Linked DNA regions of Mus musculus: regions 2, 3, 4, 5, 6 and 7 are each linked to region 1. A link is a contact called in public HiChIP or PLAC-seq and promoter capture Hi-C data. All regions are on one chromosome and are shown on one strand. Each heading gives the region's core, a stretch centred on a gene start, on an enhancer-like site or on the middle of the called end of the contact. The rest is flanking DNA. Distances are from core to core; before and after follow the strand shown.

What was found. Promoter capture Hi-C pulls out the DNA fragments that hold promoters and counts their contacts. HiChIP or PLAC-seq counts read pairs in DNA pulled down with a chosen protein or histone mark.
Region 2: a contact with region 1 is called in an HNF4G HiChIP or PLAC-seq map of pancreatic cancer cells. The contact joins the promoter of Nfic here to the promoter of Arid3a in region 1. A contact is called at or near these places in 3 of 39 promoter capture datasets (liver and pre-B cells) and 2 of 115 datasets of contacts at active chromatin or transcription factors (bone marrow-derived macrophages and pancreatic cancer cells).
Region 3: a contact with region 1 is called in a promoter capture Hi-C map of liver, with 4 times the contacts expected there. The contact joins the promoter of Cactin here to the promoter of Arid3a in region 1. A contact is called at or near these places in 4 of 39 promoter capture datasets (the C10 cell line, hippocampal neurons, liver and 1 more) and 1 of 115 datasets of contacts at active chromatin or transcription factors (pancreatic cancer cells).
Region 4: a promoter capture Hi-C map of liver shows a contact between it and region 1, with 2.8 times the contacts expected there. The contact joins the promoter of Zfr2 here to the promoter of Arid3a in region 1.
Region 5: an H3K4me3 HiChIP or PLAC-seq map of embryonic limb bud shows a contact between it and region 1, with 11 times the contacts expected there. The contact joins the promoter of Dapk3 here to the promoter of Arid3a in region 1. A contact is called at or near these places in 2 of 39 promoter capture datasets (maxillary cranial neural crest and neural stem cells), 1 of 484 Hi-C or Micro-C datasets (CD4 T cells), 3 of 115 datasets of contacts at active chromatin or transcription factors (embryonic forebrain, embryonic limb bud and pancreatic cancer cells) and 2 of 9 other capture datasets (adipose tissue and liver).
Region 6: a promoter capture Hi-C map of liver shows a contact between it and region 1, with 6 times the contacts expected there. The contact joins the promoter of Tle2 here to the promoter of Arid3a in region 1. A contact is called at or near these places in 4 of 39 promoter capture datasets (hippocampal neurons, liver and pre-B cells) and 1 of 484 Hi-C or Micro-C datasets (B cells).
Region 7: a contact with region 1 is called in a promoter capture Hi-C map of liver, with 9 times the contacts expected there. The contact joins the promoter of Tjp3 here to the promoter of Arid3a in region 1. A contact is called at or near these places in 4 of 39 promoter capture datasets (the C10 cell line, liver and pre-B cells) and 3 of 115 datasets of contacts at active chromatin or transcription factors (astrocytes, embryonic forebrain and pancreatic cancer cells).

What each region holds. Positions count from the first base shown.
Region 1 is chr10:79,925,923-79,929,487 of GRCm38.p6, forward strand. It overlaps Arid3a (AT rich interactive domain 3A (BRIGHT-like)), which reads left to right and starts at 1,419. Exons shown (of 9, transcript NM_001288625.1): 1 at 1,419-1,478. It overlaps Gm40715 (a long non-coding RNA gene), which reads right to left and starts at 1,069. Exons shown (of 2, transcript XR_001779822.2): 1 at 540-1,069.
Region 2 is chr10:81,425,515-81,428,654 of GRCm38.p6, forward strand. It overlaps Nfic (nuclear factor I/C), which reads right to left and starts at 1,659. Exons shown (of 10, transcript NM_008688.3): 1 at 1,562-1,659. The coding sequence starts at 1,591.
Region 3 is chr10:81,319,581-81,322,815 of GRCm38.p6, forward strand. Cactin (cactin, spliceosome C complex subunit) reads left to right here and starts at 1,523. Exons shown (of 9, transcript NM_027381.2): 1 at 1,523-1,866; 2 at 2,858-3,235. The coding sequence starts at 1,631. It overlaps Pip5k1c (phosphatidylinositol-4-phosphate 5-kinase, type 1 gamma), which reads left to right. Exons shown (of 18, transcript NM_008844.3): 18 at 1-394.
Region 4 is chr10:81,231,639-81,234,913 of GRCm38.p6, forward strand. Zfr2 (zinc finger RNA binding protein 2) reads left to right here and starts at 1,525. Exons shown (of 18, transcript NM_001034895.3): 1 at 1,525-1,604. The coding sequence starts at 1,552.
Region 5 is chr10:81,181,392-81,184,625 of GRCm38.p6, forward strand. It overlaps Dapk3 (death-associated protein kinase 3), which reads left to right and starts at 1,616. Exons shown (of 9, transcript NM_001190474.1): 1 at 1,616-1,705; 2 at 2,585-2,684. The coding sequence starts at 1,693. It overlaps Eef2 (eukaryotic translation elongation factor 2), which reads left to right. Exons shown (of 14, transcript NM_007907.2): 12 at 1-19; 13 at 102-234; 14 at 498-1,118. The coding sequence ends at 691.
Region 6 is chr10:81,573,968-81,577,258 of GRCm38.p6, forward strand. It overlaps Tle2 (transducin-like enhancer of split 2), which reads left to right and starts at 1,320. Exons shown (of 21, transcript NM_019725.2): 1 at 1,320-1,724; 2 at 1,838-1,935; 3 at 2,269-2,332; 4 at 2,562-2,675. The coding sequence starts at 1,701.
Region 7 is chr10:81,289,424-81,292,586 of GRCm38.p6, forward strand. It overlaps Tjp3 (tight junction protein 3), which reads right to left and starts at 1,844. Exons shown (of 21, transcript NM_013769.3): 1 at 1,625-1,844.

The DNA of each region.
Region 1 (3,565 bases), core at 169-2,668:
TCTCTCTCACACACACACAGACACGAGAGAGAGAGAGAGAGAGAGAGAGAGAGAATGGGAATGTATGTTGCTTTCATTATCTTGGCAGAATGTTTTGGGGGGTTGCCCAAGTTTACAGGGGACACACAAGATGATTAGAGGGAGAAAGATCTGCTAGTAGCCCGTTTGATGCTGGAGAAGAATGCTGGTGTGCAGGCCCAGCTCCACCCCGGGGCCACACCCCAACACATCAAGGTGTCTAAAGTTTGAAGGCGCAGTTCGCTGCCACCTGCAACTTTCTTAGCCTTGCAGGCTAAGGTTCCAAGCAACTGCTGCAGTCTCAGATTCTAGGGAGGATTCCGGGAACTTGGATTGGCCGGAGCCACCCCATCTCTCCAGACACTCACACAAGTGGCTTTCAAGGGGCAGACTGCTCAAGATCCCCACAACAGTCTAACAAGGGACCTGAGCACCACCTATGGGGAACTAGTCGAGGTCGGGGGTTGCCCTGAGCACTGGCGTTACCCACTAGAATCGTCTCAACTTCTAGCTGAGCTCACATCATGCCTCGGTTTCCCAGCCTGCAAAATGGGACCTCAGAATCCAGTACTCTCCCGAGACGAACTGGGTAGACCGAGGCAGGGGCTTCACTGAGTTGGTTAAAGGATGGCCCTCCTTTCCCTCGCTCCTAGGTACGGTCGTCACGGTTCCTCGCATTTCCTCGAACGCGCGCGCAGCCCAACCCGGTGCTTTTGCGCACGCAGCGCCCTCACACCCCAGCGTCCCAGCCCCCGCAGATCTAGCCTAGCCGGGGGTTTTTAAGCCCATTTCAGAGACGTGGAGCCTCAGGCCCGGAAGGTTAGGGTAGCATAGTGGGCGGAGGTTCCAGCTCCAAGCTTGGCTTATCCATCTTGCGTTCCGGGTGAAACCAGGAAACGGCCGGGGGCCCAGGTGACTTTCCGCTCAGAGGTGGGGCGAGGAACCCTTTTTAACTCTTCGGGATTCCCGCGATGGGGCTCTCGCAGCCCCGCCCTCCCGCTCGCGGCCTCTGCGCCGTGGGCTGCGGCGTGCACTTTGCGCACGGTCCCTAAGATGGGGGCGGAGCGTCCCTCAGTCCGGTTCCCCCTTCCTTTTATTATTTATTATCATTTAAAGGGGCCGCGACCTGAAGTTTTCCGTCCACTCTGTGGCGGCTCTCCGGCTCCCCTCCACCTCCTCCCACCGTGGACGTCCTCAGATTGAGTTGGAGAAGGGGGACCCCGGTGTGGTGTCCTGGGAAAGCTTGGAAAGGGGGACCCTGGAGAGACACCCACCACCTCCTCCTGCGTCCCCGGGGCTGCTGAATCACCGGCGAGGTATTTGCATCTGAGAGCAATTTGTCACACGGCGATTCGTCTGCTGGGTGGGGGAGGGGCGGGGCGGGGGGCCCGGTCGCGCGCGGAGACCTCGTCCCTATCCGATCCAGACGGATGGAGATGTAGACGCGGCCTGGAGACTCGGTGAGGCGGGTGACCCCGAAGCCAGGAGCGTGCACTGGGCACCAGGGGGAGGCCAAGGGGGAGAGAGGCCACCGGAGGCCACCAGCAGGCTGGACTCTGGGCTGGGCTCCGGGCACCGGGGCATGCGCCCCCCGGGCCACCCCGGGCGGTAAGGCCTTTTGCAGCGCGGCTCTAGCGATCTCTCCTAAAGGTGGCAGCGTAGGGCACCCTGGAAACCGACAATTGCGGGGTCTCCAAAGTTAGGCAAAGACGCGCGCGTAGAGGGGTGCAGGGCTGAGTATGCGACTTGACGGATCAGAGTTGGGGTGGCTGTTGCGGTTGTAGATCTTGGAGACCTTCATCCGGTACACGAGTGCGCGGGGGTCGCGAGTGCGCGCTGTCCCCTGGCGGAAGGAAACGGACCCGGGGTGTGTGTGTCTGTGTATGTGCGCGCGCGCAGAGGACTGGGGGCTGCGCTCTGGGAACATGGTTTTGCTTTTTCTTATTAATTAAAAAAGATGTTTGGAGATAGGATCTTACTGTGTAGTACGGGCTGACTTAGAACTCGAGTTAAAGCTCAGACTAGCCTGAAACTCGAGGCCATCCCCCTGCCGCAGCTTTCCTTCCCAAGTGCTTGGGAAAATCCCAGGCCGGGCGCGCCACCACGCCCCGGTACCTACAGTTCTTTTTCTCTTCCAAACCTGTGTCCAGCGGGGTCCGCCCATCTCCCCCCCCCCATTTCGTTCCCTAGCTCCAGTGTACTACTGGGACTGGGGTCTCCACTTGCCCCGCGGGGTGCGCCCATCCAGATCCCTCCGGTAGGGTCCCCTGCCCCCCCCCCCCCGACACAAAAGAGGGAGCAGGAAGCGCGGAGTGCGCGCGTGTGTGTCAACTCGCAGCGGGTTTGTCAAATATCTTCCGTTTTTTACGACTTGGGCAGCAGGGTCACCCCCCCTCCCCAGCTCGCTCTTTCCAAGAAGCCTTTGAAATACCGACTCCACTGGGGGGGTTGTTTGTTTGTTTTTTTGTTGTTGTTTTACATTTGTCCTCTGACTGGGGTGTGTTTTTGCACACGTCTCCTGGGGGGGCACAGTGCCTTCTTTCCCAGCCCCCTCCCCAGCTCCTGCCCTTCCCCCTCCACCTCCCTTGGAGGAGAGAGGGGCCCCTTTCGCCACCCTCGGGCCCTGGCCTTGCACAACTCCAAATAACCGTGTTTTGCAAGGCCTGGCCGAGCTAGTGACCTCTCTCTCTCTCTCTCTCTCTCTCTCTCTCTCTCTCTCTCTCTCTCTCTCTCTCTCTCTTCCCTCTCTCCCTCTCCCCCTCCCTCTCTCCCTCCCTCCCTCCCTCCTTCCCTCCCTCTCTCTCTCTCTCTCTCTCTCTCTCTCTCTCTCTCTCTCTCTCTCTCTCTCTCTCTCTGACCTGAGGCTTGGAGGTGGTGGGGGGACTAGGGTGTGGCTCTGGGTCTCTTCCCCACTGCAGCCAGATCCCCCTTCCACAAACACCAGCTACCAGTTCCTAGTAGATCTTTCTGAGAATGCCATAAATTGAGGGTGGGGGCCAAGGACAAAGGGCTGGGGGAGGGGTCTATAAGGATGGGCAACGTTGGCTCAGGGTACCGGTACCTCTAGAGGGTGGGGGATGTCCAGGCCTGACCTAGGGGCAGCTTTGGGGTTTCCATCTGTGTCCCTCCAGGGCTACCAGCCCCACCAGTGGAGGCCTACCCTGTTCCCCTCCCCCACCCTCCACCAGGAAGGGTCATTAAACCAAACAGACCTGGGTGGGGGGACGGGAGGCTGGGAGAGGGGCTTCCTCTAGCTTTTTCCTCATGCCTTCCCCCACCCCACCCTCAAAGAGGGGGCGTCGCTTTCAGCATTTCCGTGGGGGGGGGGTTTGTGCTCAGCGGGGTGGGGGAAGGGCGATGGATCAAGCCAGATAGTGTCCAGAAATGTCCCCTCCAGCAGTTCTTGAGTCTGGTGGACCAGGGTGACCAGCAGCCACAGGGTGTGGAGGGACTGAGTGTTGAGGCCACTCATGTGTCCAGGCCTCCAAGGTTTCTCTTTCTTGGGAAGCCTAGGCTGAAAGGGGTGACCCTTGGCATTCTTTTCCTT
Region 2 (3,140 bases), core at 409-2,908, 1.5 Mb after region 1:
ACGTCTGCCTCAGACCTCTCAGCCACCAGTAGTCAGTCAGCACAGAGACTCCAGTCTCCCTGGGGTCACACAGCAATTACATCCCAATGCCGGTGCTCTGGCGGCAACTGAGCAACGCCTGCCCTGGGCTGTGGGGTGACCCACTCCTCAAATCTCACTTGAAGTAGAAACTGAGGCCTGCAGAGGGGCAGGCATTTATCCAAGGTCACCAGGGAACCCTGGGTAGGGCAGGCTGGGGTTCCCTCAGTATGAGGGTCTCCCCTGGGGATCACAGAACTGCACCTCTTACCAAGATGGAGGGACCCGCAGGAGTGGAGGACCCCAGGATCCTGTCCCTGAGATGGGCTACCTGGGTCTTCCCTGGCAAAAACAACCATGGCCCTCACAAAGTTCTCCTCAGGACATCAGACAACTGCAATTCCCAGAACCAACACAGTCTGGAGACCACTATGTCTCACTCTCTTTCAGGGGAAACTGAGGCAGACACAGCAAAAAAAAAAAAAAAAAAATCACAAGAGGCTGTGGAGTTGGAAAAGACAGGCTTATGATTCCAGGGGGCAGACACAGCTGGGGGGCTCCTTGAAGGGGGGTCCCCTGGAGGGATGGATGCACCCCTCCCCACTCTCCCTCAGATGCTGGAACCCAGCCAGAGGGGCACAGCAGGGCAGGTGCTGGATTGGCCACCTAGTACGCAGTGTCCGCCAGTCCCCTGCCGCCGCCGCGGCCTCCTCCTCCTCCTCCTCCTCCTCCTCCTCCTCCTCCTCCTCCTCCTCCTCCTCCTCCTCCTCCAGCCCTGGCCTCTGCTCCTCCCGCCAGCCGCCTGGCAGCGCCTGCTCGGCTCAATAATTCAAGAATCAATGCGGAGCTGGGGGGGAGCTGAGCCAGGGAAGGGGGGGGACCCGCGATGGACACCCGCAAGACTGCCCCTCCCCCCGCGCGCCAACTTCGCGCGCCCCTCCCCCTTCGCGCGCACACGTGGGCCTGAAATGGAGGGGGACACTGCCAGCTGGAGGGGGGGGCGGCCACCTGGGAAACCAAGAACTCGCGAACAAATAGTCTAGGGGTCCCTTTACCGCACAGCTAGGGAGACCTACAGTGCAGCAGGGAACCCCAAGATCAGTCCTACGGGCGGGTGGGGAGCGTTCTACGTGCGGGTGGGGTGCTTCCTGCGGACACCTACTCTCTTCTCCATCTGGAGGGGACCCAGACTTCCTGGGTGCAAAGGGTGAGGGCTGTGGGGAGGACGCCAGCCCCCCCCCCCATCCAGCCAAGACGAGAGAGAGTTCCAAAAACAGCCGATTTAGATCAAAGTGGGGGCCCAGAAAATGGGGTTCCAAGTGTGCAATCAAGCTTAACGAGGATGGAATCCCCAATCTCAAGAGTTGCCCGCACCCCAGGTCCATGCCAGGAACACCCTGGCCTGGAAGAGGGTGGGTAGAGAGGACGCGCGCGCTTTTTTTTTCCCACCCCCGCTGCGGAGGGGAGGTTCCAGACTGCAAGAATGCGGTTCCAGGTGGAGCCGGGGTGCGGGCCGGGGCCAGGCCGGGAGCGGGGTGCGTACCTGGGTCAGGCAGAGCGGGGAGGAATACATCCCGGGGCGCTGGCACCGGAGGCGCAGAGGCCGAGCGGCCGCCGAACTTACTGAGTCATTTTTGCAGCCGCCCTCCCGCTCCTCCCTCCGCCGTCCTCCCCGCCCCGCGCCGCCTCTCGCCCGCCCCCGCTCCCTCCCTGCCGCCCGCATCCAACTTTCAAAGAAATCGCCGACAGCAAACAAGCAAGCAAACAAACAAACAAACTATGTCTCTACACGCGGACCCCCTAGTCCCCTCCCTCTAGAGCTATCCATTTGTAGAGGAGGACACAGCGATCAGGTCCACGAGATGGGGCTGAGCCCTTAGCTGCCCCCCACATCCCACCTGAGTCCCTGCAGCAGCCTGCCTCTGCCCCCAACTGTACCCCAAACTCCATCTGTCCCCTCACCTGTGCCCTCAAAGTGGCCACTGCCAGTAGGGTAGAGGGGGACCAGTGTGGGAGGCTTTCCCTTAAAAAGCCAATAAGTGGTCTAGCAGCAGGTATGGGGTCCCTGGGAAGGGTGCGGTGCAGGACTCAAGGCCAGGCCAGGCTCTGACACTACTGTGTGATAAAGAGCAGAGTGGGGTGATCCAGGCCAACCAGGTCCCCAAGTTTAGATCAGTGTCCAGGCTGCCCATTTCATATTTGGGGAATCTGAGGCACAGGGAAATCTCACTCCAACTAACTTCATTTTTCTTCTCTTTTCTTCCCTTCCTTCCTTTCTTTTAATTATTACTATTTTTGAGCCAGAGTCTCATGTTGCCCAGGTTGGCCTTGAACTCACTATGTAGCTAAAGATGACCTTGAACTCTGGATCCTCCTACTTCAGCCTCCTGGGAAGACAGGTATGCTGGGCCTTGCCCAGCTGGAGATCACCTTTCTGAAGGCAGCGTCTGAAGAAGCCTGCACACCCCCACCCCGGCCACCAGTGTCCACTCACAAGTCTAGGCCTTTTTCAATTATTTCTCTCCCAGGGACCCAAGGACATGGGATGTGAGGGCTGGGGGGAGAGTGTGCTACAGAGCAGTAAGATGCTTTAATCCGTTATCACTGTAATTCCAGTGAAGCCAAGGCCCAGAGAAGGAAACCACTGGTTGGGGTGTCGGGTCCCAGGTGCCTGCCTGGCACACCGGCCACCTGGTCCATACCCCAGGAGATGCCTGTGAGTGACACTATTAGGAGTACCCACGGATACTGACCAAACCACCTGTCAGATTGGATGCGCGCCCTTGGGATGTCCAGGACACCAGGGCCCACACCTGTCATCCCAGCAGGGATGAAGAGGCAGGAGTGTCAGAAGCCAAAGGCCAGCCTGGGCTACATGAGCCCATACTGATCACCTCCCTATATTAGGGACAGCACACAGCAGGTTCAATGCATGCATAGTGTGCATGTGTGGCTCTGTCCCAGCCAATAAACATCATTCTCCCTGAACCTCAGTTTCCCCGTGGGTGTCTAATGTTCTGGGTTGTGGAGATGCAAGCAGACACCAGCACCGAGGTGACCATGTGCCAAGGGTGCATCGGGAGGCTCAGGAGGACACTAGACTTGTACCTCAGCTGCATATG
Region 3 (3,235 bases), core at 273-2,772, 1.4 Mb after region 1:
TCCCCTGTCCAGCCCCACATCAACCTCAGTGCAATATGCCCTCCCCGTGGGGTCCCTTGGCACGGTACTGTCTGCAGCCCCTTGTCTCTCACCCCTAGCTCCACTCTCCGGTGGTTAAAAATCGCATCGCACATCCTCCCCCCAATCCTGTTTTTATTGTTGAATCCATTCTGTAAACTACAAACCTCGTGTGTCTTACTCATCAGGACTTGGGATCCCTCGTCCTCAGCCTATGTGGTCTGGTGTTTGACAATCCAAGCACAGTGTCCTCTTGGCACCAACCAGAGGGGCCTGTCCCTCCAGCGCAGCCGGCAAATGTATGCAGTCCAGGTCCCCGCCCCACCTGTCACAGCCCCTCTTTTTGAGATCTGTAATAAATCTCTAATAAGAAACAGCTCCTCTCCGGTGACTTATGCGTGCGTGCGATGGGAGAGCAGGCGAAGGGTGGGCACCACGTGTTTTGTCTCCCCCGCTCTAAACCCTCCCTGGATCCCACATGATGAATCCCAATTCGCAGATGACTTCCTTTCTCCAAGCCTAAACTTCCCTATCCATAGATTAGCCACAAGTTGAGCGCAGTACGCAAGCTGGCGGGCGTAGTAGTACTCAGACTCGTCCTGGAGTCAGCCAGAGACTGTCTGTTCATGTCCTGTTGTTTTATTAGCTCGGAACCGGTTGCTACAAGGCTACCCTAGAAACCGAGGACTCCCGCGAGCGCTTGGGTCTCCGGGTTTCAATTTTTAGAAGTACACCGGGCCCTGCAGGTTTAAGTTCCGCCCACTCTAGCCACGCCCCTTTGACGTCCTTTTCCAAGCCCAGCAAGACCCCTAAGCGCAGTTTCTGGGTTCATTGGCCCCGCCCTCAGATCCAATGTGTCCATCTCGCCCCCAAGGTCCCGCCCACCGCCGCTCTACTTCCTCCCACTCCTCAGTCGGCCACTCTCGACTACATATCCTGCCCGTACCCATTCACAGTTCGTAGTTACAGATGTCAATCTTGCCTCAATCAGCCCCTCTTCCACCCTCTCAAATCCTGATATGCACTCCTCCGCCCATTGGTCTACGCCTGTCAATCTAGTTTACCAGACCCCGCCCACCCCGGCTCCCGTAACCGCCATTCTTGCGTTCCTTCTCAGGCCACGCCCAGCGCAGGTCCCCGGCCGGGTCTCCCGATCTACAGTTGTCGATCTCCGTAAGCCCCGCCTAACCCAGCCCTATTCTTTCCCCATAAGCTCCTCTACTAGGCTCCGCCCCTAGGGCACTGCCCATGCAAGTGCAGGCTCCGCCCACTAGGCGCCTCTTCCGCCCTGGAACAACCGCCTCGTAGCTCCGCCTCCCTAAGCACGCTACTCGCCGGTCACCTAGGGCGCGAGGGAGGGCCCACCTAGGTCAGTCTCCTTCACTGCATGAATGGAGCGTCAATCCGCTAGTTCTAACGGCGTCCCGTTAGGAATCTACTATGTGTTCCCAGCTTGAGAACTCCGGAGAAATCTCGGGTTATGTTGTCCCTGGAGTCCCGGTTAGAGGGAGTAAGTCATTCCCTGTGATCAGGCGCACTTTGGACAGTCCTTAGAGCGCCGCGCCAAAGGAAAGCCCCCGGCGCCAAGCTTCCTGGTTGTTTACGCGCGCGCATGCGCGGCGCGGGCCGCCAAATGGGTCGGGACTCTCGCTCGCGCTCACGGTCTGTGGGTCGCAGGGGTCGGAAGCAGCGGAGTCGAAGCCGGGGCCGGAGCCGCAGCCGGAGTCGGAGTCGGAGTCGGAGTCGGAGTCGGAGCCGGAGCCGGAGCCGGAGCCATGGGCGGAGCAGCCGAAGGCGACGGGAACACGAGCGGCGGCGCGAACGCAAGCGGCGCAGCCGAGGGCGCAGGTGAGCGTCCTGGGGGCTGCTCGGGCCTGGGAGCCGAGGGACAGGCGGGGCAGTATCCGAGATGCCGGGCTGCGCCGGGGCAAAGGAGACTTCCGGGGACCGCGGGCCATGAGCATAGGGGACCGAATGACTCCACTCGCCACCTCTGCATTCATAGACATTGTCTTGTCCCGGGCTGGCCTCCTGCGTCAGCCTCTGGAATGCTCGGGATTACAAGCCATTGCCTCACAGTTAAGGTTTTTTGCATTTCCTCATAGTTAATTCTGCTCAGTTGACAGCCCTTCTTCTCAACTGGCAGTACTTCTAACAAGTTGACCAAAGCCTAATCAGGACACCGTTCATACAGCACTGGAGATACAAGCCCGAACAGCCACATCTATCTTTTACTGTGGGTACTGGGGATTCGAACTCATGTCCTCAAAATACTACCTGGTGGTATTCCTCTTTCGTGGTTCCTGGGCTGTCAGAGAGTCCATCTATTGGGCCTCTCGTCTGTCATTTCTCATCCCTTCTACCTGTCATCTCAGCAGGACTTGACGGCACTGTACACACCAGTAACCCCAACACTTAGGAGACAGATAAGAACCAGCCTGGCTGTAGAGGGAGTTCCCACCTGATAGCATTGTAGATGTCATATTTAAAATAAAACAAGCACTCAGAAAGCAGAGACAGGAGGGTCTCTGAGTTCCAGGACAGCCAGGGCTACACAGAGAAGCCAGCCCTGTCTCGAAAAAAATCAAAAATTAAAAGAAAATAAAAACTACATAAAAAAGAACTACTCCCTCACTTTTAACCTTCATTTCTCTTGCTGTATTGTCTGTTATGGCCCTGGGACTTGTGTAGCTCTACTATGAAGGACAGCCTAGCTCATGTGGGGAGCAATGTGATTTACAGGCCGGTGAGGCTAGAATTCTAGGCAAGTACCTCAGCACCTAGGATGGTGCCCAGCAGCAGCCAGCATTGAACAGGTCTTGATGTGTCCTTCCCACAGGTCAGATTCGGAAGGAGAGCAGCGGCAGAAGTCTAGGAGGCGAAGCCAGAGCCTTCGACCACCCCGATGGCACTCACAGAACCAGTCCTCATGCTCTGACTCGGGTGAGGAGCGGGCTCAGGGCTCCTGGGCCCGTAAGGGTCACAGGCGCTCGTGGTCCCCGGGGTCATCAGCGTCTAGCTTGGACTCCCCAAGACGCTCCCGGAGTCCCGGGACAGCTACCCTGGCCCTGAGCCAGCAGCAGAGCCTGCAGGAACGGCTGCGGCTTCGTGAGGAGCGGAAGCAGCAAGAAGAGCTGCTCAAGGCCTTCGAGACGCCTGAGGAGAAGCGTGCGCGGCGACTGGCCAAGAAGGAAGCTAAGGAACGCAAGAAGCGGGA
Region 4 (3,275 bases), core at 275-2,774, 1.3 Mb after region 1:
ATGTCAACGTCTGCCCTCTGCATGTGCACTGACACATGCACTGGCACATGCACACACACACACACACACACACACAAACATTTAAAGAGGGGTGGGGGCGTGGTCAGAGGTGATGTCCTATGTAGAATTCAGCCAGTGGTCAGGGGTAGAGCTCTGCCTAGTATGGCAAGCAAGGGTCCTGGGGAAAATGGAGACTAAGCTACAATTTGATTTAGCAGCTGAGAACTGCAGTTGATTTCCAGACGTTACCAGAAGTAAAAGAGAGCAGAGAAGGATGTCCCCAGTGTCCATAAAGAACTAATCGCCCAGACTTTGGTCCCTGAAAGTGTGAGAGAATAAATGTTTGGGGTTTAACCCCCCTCCATTCAGTTTCTTATCTTTCCTGGTAACTAATATAAGACCCCACATAGTAGTGGATCTCCAAGGTTCTTTCTGCACATCCTGTGAGCACATCAAGTTCCTTCCTGCCACAAGGCCTTTGCCTGTACTGTCAGTACTCTCGGATCTCCTACGTTCATACGAGTGTACATGTGAGTATAGGTCACATAGGCTCTCTCTTCCTGACAACAGGTTTGTTCTAGGCATTTCCCACCATGGAAATGCGTGCCTACTGTCTCACTGAGCACGAGGCTCATTCACCTGTCGGTGCGGCCATAACTCCCACCCACTTTCAGAACCTTCCATCTACCCACACTATGCCCATCACCTCCCTACTTCTTATATCTTACTTCCTGTGTCTGTCAGTCTGAGGACTCCAGGAACCTCCTGGAAGTGAGATCCTGGTCCGAGTGTCCTTTTGTGTCTGACTCATGCTGACATGCTGTCCTCAAGGGCCATCCATCCATGTTGGAATAGGTGTCTGGGTTTCCTTGCATTTTCTGGGCTATTACTCCATTTTGTGTGTTTCCTTTAGCACTGATAAATCAGTTTGCACCTTTCTAGAACACGTCAGAAGTTGGACTCTCAGAGGCAAAAGTCAAGGGCACAGGGCTTGCAATAAATAATAGGGGAAAAGATCACATGTAACTCAAGAGAAACTGCCACAGTCCCCCTGCCTTCTAGAAAGACGTGGGCTACACACCTAGAGCCTTAAGCCTTGGAGGCCACACATGCTCAGGTCAAGGATGGTCACGTGCCACCCACCCACTCTCTCAGCCTTGGAATTTCTCAAGCTTTCTCAAGAATCAGCCAGCTCTCTGCCTTGCGTCCAAGAAGAGATAAGGAAGGTGGCAGTGTACATCAGCAGGTGATGGGGCTTGCCGCCAAGCCCAACTACTGGAGTTTGATCCTTGATCCCTGGGACTCCACGTGGCGGATGGCAGGCCGGGTCTAGAACCGACTTCCCTAAGATGTCCTTTCATCATCATAGAGGCACCTGAGTTAGGCGTCCTCCGTAGGGGGCGGGGCTTGGCCGGTGGGCGGAGACAGGCTGAGGCTCTCTGGGGCTAGGGATGGCAGGTTCGAGCAGGGGCGGGGCTTGAACGAGCACGGGGCGGTGCGTCGGGGGCAAGGCCCTGACGTCACTCCCGTGGGCTCCGGGAGGACGTGGACATGGCGGCTAGCAGCTCTTCCGGCCTCGCGCAGGGCACCAACCCGTCGTCCAGGTAACGAGCCCCGTGGGCGGCGAGGCGCCCCAACCCCGCGGGACTCGGTCGTGAGTCACGGGGAGCGGGGCGGGCCCGAGGCGGGGCGACGGCCCCTGGGGTCCGCGGGAGGGCGGGGCGGGGAGTCCGGGGAGTGACAGGCAGGGTGGGGGCGGGGACCCCGTGGGGATAGGGCTAGCCTAGGAGGGACCGACCTGGATGGGTAGGGTGGGGACCGAGGATGGAGGACAGAGTTGGGGGAGGGGACTGACCTCAGAGAGGACCTGAGACCTTGGGGAACCTTCCAAGCGGGAATAGGGTGGGGTGTTCTGGCCCCTGATGGATAGAATTGGAGTTTTTGGTGTCTGATGTATGGGGGAATCCTCCAGGCAGGGATGGAGTCAGAGTTCTGGTTCCTGATGGATGGAGGACCCTCGAGACGGGGATGGAGTCTGGGGTTCTGATGTCTAGTGGATGGGGGACCCTCCAGATGGGCCTGAATTGGGGGTTCTAATCCCTGATGAATGGGGGACCCTCCAGGTGAGTATGGATTGGGGGTTCTGGTGTCTGACAGATGGGTTACCCTCTAGACAGGGATGAATTTGGGTTCAGTCCCTGATGGATGGGGGGCTCTCCAGACGAGGATGGGGTCTGGGGTTCTGTGTCTAATGGATGGGGGGCTAAGCTAGGCAGGGTAAAGTGAGCCTCTGGTCTTTGGAAGTCAGTAAAGCACAGGCAAGTGGCACAGGCTTCCAATCCAATCTTTGAAGAGAGAAGCTGAGGCAGTGTGTGTGTGTCTAAGTTCAGGGCTAGCCTGAGCTACAGTGAGTATGAGGCCAGGCTGAAGAACTAAAGGAGATGTTGTCTCTAAATAAAAGGCCACATGAATAATGTCCGTGCCAAGTGGAGAGAAGGCGCTTGGCTGTGTGTGAGGAGTTGGGGGCTGACGGCTGGGGACGAGTGTCCTCTTCACTCAGTGGCTTGGTTAGGGTTACAGTTGCAGTGATAACACACCCGGGCCAAGAGCTGGTGAGAGGGTCACTGTGGGGACCAGAGTTCCAGGTCTGTAAGTCAGGCAAGTCCACTGCCGTAGCACAACACACACAAATATACAAATGATGAAAAGAAAAAAAAAAAGAAAAGAAAACGCTCCAGTCAACAGCAAGCTGGGAGGAAAGGATTTGCGTGACTCACACTTCCAGATCACCATGACAGGAGCTCACACAGGGCAGGAACCTGGAGGCAGAGCTGATGCAGAGTCCATGGAGGGCGCTGCTGACAGGCTTGCTCCCCATGGCTTGCTCAGCCTGCTGTCCTATAGAACCCAGGACCAGAGCCCAGGGATGGCGCCACACACATTGGTCCCTAATTAAGAAACCACCCTACAGGCTTGCCTACAGCCTGATCTCATGGAGGCATTTTCTCAGTGGGTTCCCTCCTTTCAGATGACTTTAGCTTGTGTCAAGTTGATCAAAGTTCAGCACAACTGACCTTTGTCAAATTGACACAGCAGTACGACTATTTAGCAGTGACTTTAGTCCTCAAGATCGCTTGTCAGTGAACATCACAATACAAAACATACTACAAACTTCTTTACAAATCAAACCGTTTAAACTCAGTTCGGAGCTGGAGAAGGGCCCAGTGGTTAGAGCACTGGCTGCCATTTCAGAGGACCCAGGTTCGGTACCTGGC
Region 5 (3,234 bases), core at 366-2,865, 1.3 Mb after region 1:
CTATCTGGTGGAGATCCAGGTAACTTGTGTATCTTAGGTGGTGTCTGTCTATCCTCCTGCCTCTGCCCACTGCTCACCATGTTCTCTCTTTTTCCTCGAAGTGTCCTGAGCAAGTGGTGGGTGGCATCTACGGTGTCCTGAACAGGAAGCGTGGCCATGTGTTTGAGGAGTCCCAGGTGGCTGGTACCCCCATGTTTGTGGTCAAGGCATACCTGCCTGTCAATGAGTCCTTTGGTGAGTGTCTGGTCCCTGGGGTTTGCAGATAACCTGCAAGGCCTGTGTAATATAGCTGCGGGGTGCAGAACAGAAGCAGATTTCTGTCATCACGGCCAGCTTGCTTAAGGGTGCCAGGAAAGACAGAGCTACAAACTACACAGAGAAACCAAAACAAAGGACCCAGGAATCCCTCCTGGGAGGGGTGGCAAGACAGCTAAGCATGTCCCCCCCCCACCCCACCCCCCCAGGGAAGTCACCTGAGTCTCCTGTCTTCTGTCTAGGCTTCACCGCTGATCTGCGATCCAACACCGGCGGCCAGGCCTTCCCCCAGTGCGTGTTTGACCACTGGCAGATCCTGCCTGGGGATCCTTTTGACAACAGCAGCCGCCCCAGCCAAGTGGTAGCTGAGACGCGCAAGCGCAAGGGCCTGAAAGAGGGCATCCCAGCGCTGGACAACTTCCTGGACAAACTGTAGGCAGCCTGATACTGCCACATGCTGCACAGTGCCCACCCATCAGAAGACACCTTGAGACTGTCCCACAGTGCTCCTCTAGAGGCTGCTGGGGCCACCCTGACATCACTCAGCACTCACTTGCTACCAATTCTATTTATTTCGGAATTACAAGATAGCGGGAATCTCTCTGCAGGCTGGACTGGCAGGCTGTGGGGTGGGCGGGACACGGCTCTTAACATTTTCAGAGGGAAACGCGCAGATGTCCAAAAGTCTAAATAAATGCATTCAGAGGTTTTTGGGGTCCATGGCCAAGTGGAGTTCCCCCAGAGGGGGAGGTGGGGTAAGTGCCTCCAGGAAGGCAGGCAGCCTGCCTTAGACTTGCAGCCCGGCTGTGGGAATGAATCATTGGAGTAATAAACTACAGTGGTTGATCCACATGTGCTCGCAACTCTGTTTTGTACAGCGCACGCTTTCCTGGTTTTCAGGGTATCTGGCTACCCTTAGGTGGCCTGCGGTGATTCACACATAACACACACACTGCACCCCGTGCGACAGAATGGGTTTTATTGTGAGTTCACAGTACTGCCTCAGTCCATTCCACAAACTTGAATCACTCCATAGACCTGCACATCAGGGGTTTGGTCTGCGCATACCCGGCTCCAGGTTATTGGCTTTCAGCCTCTCGCGTTAGCCAATCATCAGCCAGGAGCCCAATAATGATGTGCTCCACAAGGGCGGTGTCGAGCCTTCCTGTGAATCTGTCAGGCTGGCCAATGAGCACTGGACTCTCGCCTAGCCTTGGGTGATGACGTCACTAGTCAACGTCCGCTTCCGCTGAGAGGTCAGATGCTAACCAATGAGCGTGTGCATTCAATTTCCGGTTAAAGTCGTAGTCCAATGAGCGCTGGTTTTCGGGTTTTGCGGAGGTGTGCCCCTGCGCTGTCAGCGCATGCGTAGATGCCGTCTCAGGATTTGTACCGGAGGTTCTCGCGGGGGCCTCGCTGGCACCGGGCGGGGACTCGATGGCTGAGGACGGTACGAATGGGCCGGGTCCGGGACGTTGTGTTGGGACCCAAGGGACACGCGACGAGGGCGGGAGCGAGGGGAGGGAACCCGCGAGGGGCATGGCTTTCTCCAATCTCGAGGGGTGGACCTCTAGGAATAGCAACACTGCTGCGCATGTGTCAGGTTTCCGGCGACACCCCTGAGTTCCGGGGTGCTGGTGGGCATGATTGACAGGTGAGGAAGCTAGGTAGGAATTTCAAGAGCCGGACGCTATGGAAGTGTTTCGAGTAGAGAACCCCACGCTGACTTGGAACTCTGTTTAATCCTCCAGCCTCAGCCTCTTGAGTGCTAGGGTAAAGGGCACCTGACACTGTATTGTGTTTTATAGTTTTGTACATATATATATATATATATATATATATATATATATATATACTGCTTGAGAGATGTTGTTCCGCTTCTTTTAGTTATATCTATGCTTGTTTCTGAGAGGGGTGTCACAGTGCCCGCAGGTACCTGAGGTTCCTGAAGAGAGCGTTAGAGGTCATCAGGCCTGGGAGTTAGAGATACTAGTGAGCACTGGAAACTGAACTTGGAGACTGTGCAAGTACAGCACCCACTCTTACCGTCTCAGCCATCTCTCCAGTCACTTGAGCTGGTCTCATGGAACTCAGGCTGGCTTGTAACTCACCAAGTATTTGAGTATGCTCTTGAACTCGTAGCCGTGCAGCCCTCCGCTCCCCAGTGTGGGGTGTCAGGTTTGCTCTACCATGACCAAATTGTGGGTAGAGGCTGTAGATGACCAAAGAAAATCTGGGGCAGGGGCATTGTGTGTCACATATGCTGGGGAAGCCTCTTGGGAGAAGTCGGATCCGTGATAAACATTTCCTGTTTCCTCTGTCCCTCCAGCTCCTGTGTCCCCAGAATCCTTCAGAAGGCCAGCCGCCATGTCCACATTCAGGCAAGAGGATGTTGAGGACCATTATGAGATGGGAGAGGAGCTTGGCAGGTGAGTGGCGTGGGAGGTGGGTGCCCTTCCTCTCCTCAGTGTCTTGAAGCAGTGGCCACAGAGTTTTCTGGTGGTACCACGCCAGACTTCAGGTTCCCAGATGACAGGGAACCTGAGTTCCTTTTCTCTCGTGTCCTCTGTGGAGAGAGACACAGAGACCTGTAGCTGCTGCCCCTGAGCCGGGGACAGTGCCTCGGAGCATTGTCTGCTATGGGATTGTTCTCAGCTCGGTTTCTTCTTTTCCCCCATGAGACAGAGTCTTACTATGTACTCCTGGCTGGTCTGGAACTTGCTCATCACAGAGATCCTCCTGCCTCTGCTTCCCAAGTGCTGGAGCTAAAGGATTGCACCACCACCCTGGCCTTGGCTGATTTTGATTTTGGTTTTTTAAAGGCAGGCTCTCATGTCCCCCAGATTGGCCTTGAACTTCTTTTATGTAATTACTATATTTTGTGTGCATATGTGTCTTAGTCACAGCACAGCTTCCTGGAGTCTGTGCTCTCCTCTCCCATGCGAGCCAGTTCCAGGGACTGAGCTCAGGGAGTCCTTG
Region 6 (3,291 bases), core at 70-2,569, 1.6 Mb after region 1:
CGAGACAGGTGCATGAAGGCCTCCAGGCAGGCATGGTACAGGAGGAGCAGAGAGTTCTGTGTCTTCTTCTGAAGGCCCCTAGAAGAAGTCTGACTAAGGCACTTGGCAGAGCTTCAAAGCCCACTCCCAGAGTGGCATACTTCCTCCAACAAGACTACACCTACTCCAACAAGGCCACACCTCCAAATAGTGCTACTCCCTGGGCCAAGCATGGTCAAACCACCACAGTAGACCAAGCTGTCCTGAAACTCAGAGAGATCTGCCTGCCTCTGCATTTCAAGTGCTGGGATTGAAGGTGTGGGTCCCCTCCTTCCTCTTCTGAGGTCTAGTCCTGCCAGAGTTGGAAACAAAGGATGATTCCTGGGGGGAAGGGGGTTTCCATGGTGACAGGTGGCTTCTCAGCTCTGGGGGACACCCTTAAACTTGATGGGATGTAGGAGGTGGCCTGATGGCACACAGAGGCCTGTTGTCCCAGCTACTACAGGGACTGAGAATTCCAAGCTCAAGCTTTGCAGGGGCAACTTAGCAAGGCCTTGCCTCCAAAAGTAAAAGGGGGCTGGGGGCGTGGTCAAGAGTGGAGTCTCTAATCCCTAGTGAGGGGCTGGGGGCGTGGTCATGGGTGACTTCTGCCTAGAATCCCTCGGTGAAGGGCTGGGGGTGTGGTCAGAGGTAGAGCTGCTGCCTAGAATCTCCCAGTGAAGGTCTGGGGGCGGGGTCAGTGGTGAAGCCCCTGCAGAAGATTTTCTAGTGTTCCGGTTCAAGATACACAAGAGTTCTATGCACTAAGTTTAAAGAGTCTGGTCCTTTAGGAGCCCAATCTGGATAGAGGAGGCCACCCAGTTGGCTGGTGGTGGCACTAGCATGCAAGTCTGTAGTGGGCTCTGAGCCTGACCAAGCTGCCCTGGGCTCTGTCCTGGATCTCTCCAGAGTGGGGCAGCATTGGTTGACAAGCATAGCCTGGGTCTGCTCTTCCTGGGACAGGTGTGTATCTCTCTCTCTTTCGATCTTGGGGATGTTTATCCTTCATAAGGGCATAGTGTCGCTGTCCCAGAGAAGCCACTTGCAGCCCCCACGGCTCCAGAGGCGCGCGCACAGAGATTTTTTTTTTTTTTTTGCCTAATTTCTCTCCCCCCGGTTTTTTTTTTTTTTTTGAGTGGGGGTGGGGCGGGAACACTAGGATCGAACCCAAGCCTCAGTTTCCCCAGCGGGTCTTGGAACCGAAGAAGCAGAGCAGGCGGGGGCGGCGGTGCCACCTTAAGGCGGGTCCCGCCCGCGGCTCCCAGCCGAGCCCCGCGGAGGGAGGCGGCTCCGCAGCCACTGAGGCCACCAGCGCCGACCCCGGGCGGCGGCCACAGACCTGCGGCGCTGACTGCAGCTGCCCCTGGGTTGTACAACCCCGGACGCGCTGGCTGGAGGGGGGGCGCAGCGCGGGGTCCTGGTCCCCTGCCCCGACAGGCTCTCCCTGGCTGCTCTTTCTTTGCGTAAAAATCCCTCCCCCAGCTCCGGCTTCTCTCCTAGCTTTTCCAGGCTCAGTCTCCTTGCACCCCAGCTCTAGCTTAGCACCCCAAATTCTACTGCCTGCTCCTCCCCGCACCCAATTCTCTCCCCAGCGCCACCTCTGCACCTCAGCGTCCCTTTGCCACATCCTCAAGCCTCCAAGAAGCTGGGGGGGTCCATTCTCTCACCCATCCATCAGCAGGATGTACCCTCAGGGAAGGCACCCGGTGAGTACGGAGACTCCCATCTCTGGCTGCAGGAGGTGGGGACCAGGGAGGGGACTCCTGCCTGCTGTTGCCCTGGAACTCACCCTAGTGTCCTTTCCCACTCTCCCCCTCAGACCCCGCTGCAGTCTGGCCAGCCTTTCAAGTTCTCAGTACTGGAAATCTGTGACCGGATCAAAGAGGAATTCCAGTTTCTTCAAGCTCAGTACCACAGGTGAGGGAGCCCTAGTTCTGGGCCCTGGGAAGCCCCATGGGGGTGAGCGGGGACTCTTGGAGGGGCGTGGTTTCTAGGGCAAGGGGCGGGGCTCATTGGGCCTACTGGAGGGCTTTCTGGTGGAGGTGGTGCCCAGAAGAGTGTGAGATGAATGGATTCAGGGAAAGCCTTCCCTGAGAATGTTTTGGTCCCAGGAGTAGATCTGGGCTCGAGAGGACTGGGAACAGTTTCTAAAGGAATGGGGAGCCAGCAGCTTCTGCCTGTCACTGTGGAAACTGACCCATGTGGGGTGTGGCAAGTCAACCCCCATTTTTGTCTATTCTTCCTGCCCAGCCTCAAGCTAGAATGTGAGAAGCTGGCCAGCGAGAAGACAGAAATGCAAAGGCATTATGTGATGGTAAGGAGTACCTGCCCATTCTGCCCACTTCCGTGTTCTCCCTAAAAAGGGCAGGCTGGGATACCAGGCACTGTTCTGTGGGTCTCCCCCCCCCTCCAATTTGGGGGACTACCTGATTGTCCTATCTCTCTGAGCCCATCCGTGATCCATCTTGTGGGTTCCCTGTCTGGGTCTCCATGGGGCTCAGGGTGTTTGTGTCTTGCCCTGATACTCGTACCACCCCCTCGAGGCTGCACCCCATCAGTGTCCCCAGGGTGGCACCAGCTATCCACACTGGCCAAGACTGTCTCCTTTGCAGTACTACGAGATGTCCTACGGACTCAACATTGAGATGCATAAACAGGTGACCATGTGGGGTACGGGTGTCTGCGGGGAGGGTCTAACTAAGTTCATCCACATTTCAGGTGGTCATCCCAAAGGTTCTGAGTGGATCTGAGATTTGAGATAGCCCTGAAGGTTCTGAGGGTTCAAGGATCTGAGATAGCCCTGAAAGTTCTGAGATAACTGACAGTTCCAAGGACTGGAGGTTCTGAGATAGCCCTGAAGGTTCTGAGGGCTTGAGCTTCTGAGATAGCATTTGGAGTTGCATGGTTGATCCCATGGGCTTCTGAGACTCCAGCCTATGGTGTTAGGGTTCTGAGATACACTCTATGTGGAGATTGACTTTGAGGTCTGTAATTAACCCTGAGTCCCCAAAGTGGCCAGTGGCTCTAGGGGGTCCTGAGGGTTCAGAGATCTGTTGATGAGTGGATTTATAGGTTTTGCCCCCGAACACTCATGATTCCATGCTGGAGCCCTACCCTAGGCTCCTTTCTGTGCAGGTAGATGCTGAGTGAGCCTCACCTGCCATTTGCTTCCCCTGGTTTCTGTGGGACTTGGTGCTGATGTGGGCAGCAGAGAGCTGGTCCTTACTGGTCCTTGCCTGGTGGAGGACACAGGCCTTGTAGGCGACCAGAGGC
Region 7 (3,163 bases), core at 594-3,093, 1.4 Mb after region 1:
CCTCCACCTGATCCTTCCTGACAGTCACCCCCTTATCAGCCACCAGAGGGCGCACACGAACACTGAGCCCTCTCCCACTGCTCAGCTCTCCATGGCTCCCACCCACCTTGGCAGCTCAGCTGCCTGTCCCGGGCTCCGGGCTCCCTCCATTCTGAGCACACTTGCCTGAGCCTTAACCTTCTACCCAGGCCTGTCACCCCAGACGTCAGTTCACCCCCAGTGCTCCCGTCTTCTCTTCCTAAGGTAGAACAAACCACACATGATGGGGCACACCTGTCATCCCAGCCTCCGAGGTAAGGAGGGAAGATCAAGAGTCCAAGGTTATCCTTAGCTACTTATGGACACAGACACCAGCCTAGGCTATGTGAGATCCTGTCTCCAAAAGCTGAAAAGATAAAATTATGAATGTCTGAGCCTTGTTCCCAATATACGTGACATACAGTAAATGCTCAAGAAATACACACGTCTTTGTTAGGCAGCCCGTCCCCATAGCCAAGTGTCCCACTGACCTCAGCCACGAAGGGTGTTGGGTTCTACCCTGAGCAAACACTGCCTCTCTGGCACGCGGCCCGGCCCAGGAGGAAGAACCGAGCCTAAATTCTCATCGTGGACTTTCCCCAGCATCGGTGCCACACGGAAGTGCCAGGCCAGACAGGGATTTTTCTAAGATGTCGCCCCAGGGAGGTTTCTTGGGGGTTAGCTCTAAGGCCCCCTGTGCGACAGTCTTACTCTACTGTGCAGCCTCCGGGAGCAGTTACTCCTGTTTGGGCTTCACTTCATTTTGTGCCAAATAACTGGGAACTGAGCTGGGAACAAGGGCCCCCAGCGCCCCAGCGCCTGCCACTATAGCATTAGCTTCTCCTTGGTGCAAAATGAAAAACTGAGGCTGGGCTAGTGCAGCAGCCAATACCAGAACTCCCAAGGCCAGGTCCCCCTGTGTGCTGATCCTTCCCGGAGAATAAGATAACCTGGGGGGGGGGGGATGGTGGTGATGTTGGTGGCTGGACACACCTTCCTGAAGGAATTGTTTTTCTTTGTTTTGGGGCAAATGACACAGAAGGTTCCTGTGCCCCTCCCAACTCCTCTGTCAATCCCATTAGGCATCTGTCCATCCGTTCTACCCTCGTCGTGCAATTCTCAGCTGACAGACGTGCTTTGGGGAGCTGACAGAGCTCCTGTCCTCTCCTGTCCCCACAATGTATAACCTAGGACAGGTGGCACATTCATGCCTTGGATATATGGGGTGACCCTCAGGGAGAGTTCCAGAAAAACTCAAGAGTTAGTTCAGGAGTACCCCAACTTCCTCTGCCATCTCCCAAAACTGCAGGCCAGCCTCCCATGGGAACCAAGATCCTTCCTGCTAGGGGATCAGGGACCAGCCTCCCTAGCCACCACCTGCGCTCACAAAGACCCTTTGAAGGCTGGGCTGCAGCGTGCTGGGCGCTGTGCCAGGGCAGAAACTGCACCCGCTGGAACTTTCTGAAACTGTGTCAGATGTCCCCACAGGATGCCAGCTTCCGGCTCCCATGGGGGGCATCCAGAGCAAACTTGGGGGTCCCGGGAGCCTGACATGGGATCACTTGGATGCATAAAGCCCTTGGGATGAGCTCAGCTGGAGACTTACCGGTCTGGAAGGCTGAGTGAATGGACGCAGGGTGGGAGGTGGAAGCTGGGTCCTGGATAGCTGTCAGGCATGGGTGGCAGGGAGGAGACCCGAGCTGGCTGCTCGGGCCGGGCAACCTGTTTGCTCAGCGAAAGCGGAGTGGAAGGAACGGTGGGCGAGTCCCTTTGCCGGGTGGAACCGGCAGGACTGTGCAGGTTGTGCGCAATTGTGAGTGCAAGAGAGGCCGGCCTGCAGGTGGGAGGGTTTGTGGCTCAGTCGCAAGGTGCTCTCACGTGGCCAGACAGGCCTTAACCCCTGAGTACCCAGAGAGGCCTAGCTAGCCCTGCACCCCACAGCATCTACACCACAGAGTAGGTGCTCACAAAACACTGAGCATCCTACGGGATGAATGGGCTGTGCCTCGCGCTGCAACTTACCCGCTGTCAAGCTTCCAGCTTTCATCACAAGGGGGGACACTGGAATAATCAAAACTCTCATGGAGCCACAGCCCAGCTCATTACTATGGGATTCTAGGCGGGAACTCCACCCCTGACTACGTCCCCAGCCCCCTCACTGGGGAATTGTAGGCCATACCACACCTTTTAGCCACACCCAAGATCATTATCTACTCTATTGGCATTGACTTCCCTGTCTGTACACCTGACCCCTTGTGACTTTCCAGTTTCAGACTTTATTTTTGGTTTTTTGGTTTTTTTTTTTTTTTTGAACTTTGCTTCCTCTTAATTCGAGCACTCCTGACCTAGTTCCTTCCTGTGATGCCCAAAGAGATCTCAGCTTTTATCAGGTGTCCATATCGCTGGAGGAGTTGGTGACCCCATCTTAGTTCCTGCGGCAAGAAGACTTCAGATTCAGGCTTCTAACCCGCTTTCAGAAGGTGCTGTTACTGGGCTCCAGTGACCACACTTTGGAAGCCCAGGCTTAAGTCAAGTTCTGTCCACACCACACACCAAAGCGCTCTTTCTGATGCAATTGTCTTAACGGATGGTCCACGCCTGTCCTAGCAAGGAGGAAGCTCAGACTGGAGTGTCTGTCTCAAAAACACAACAAACAATATATATTACATACATCTTATTATTTTGCAATATGACATATGCTTATTTTTATTGATAACTTATGTTGTAAAGCGATAAAATGACAGTAGTAAAATACACTTCTAATATATGTAATAAATTTCTTTAACGCCCACACTCCTATAGCCCAGGTTGGTCTCTTTAAATCAATATATAGCTGAGGATAACTCAGACCCAGCACTGGGGAGGCAGAGGCAGGAGGATTTCTGAGTTCTTGGATCTCGTAGACTAGGCTGGCCTCAAACTTGGAGATGCACCTGCCTCTGCCTCCAGAGTGCTGGGATTAAAGCTGTGTGCCACCACTGCCCAGTTGTGGGTTTTTTGTTGGTTTTAGTTTTGGGGTTTTGTTTTTTCAAAGATAGGGTCCCACCTATGTAGCCCTGGCTAGGCTGGAACTTGCTATGTAGACCAGGCTAGTCTTAGATTAGCTTGCCTCTGCCTCCGTGTAGTGTCCGCCTAGGGTGCCCCT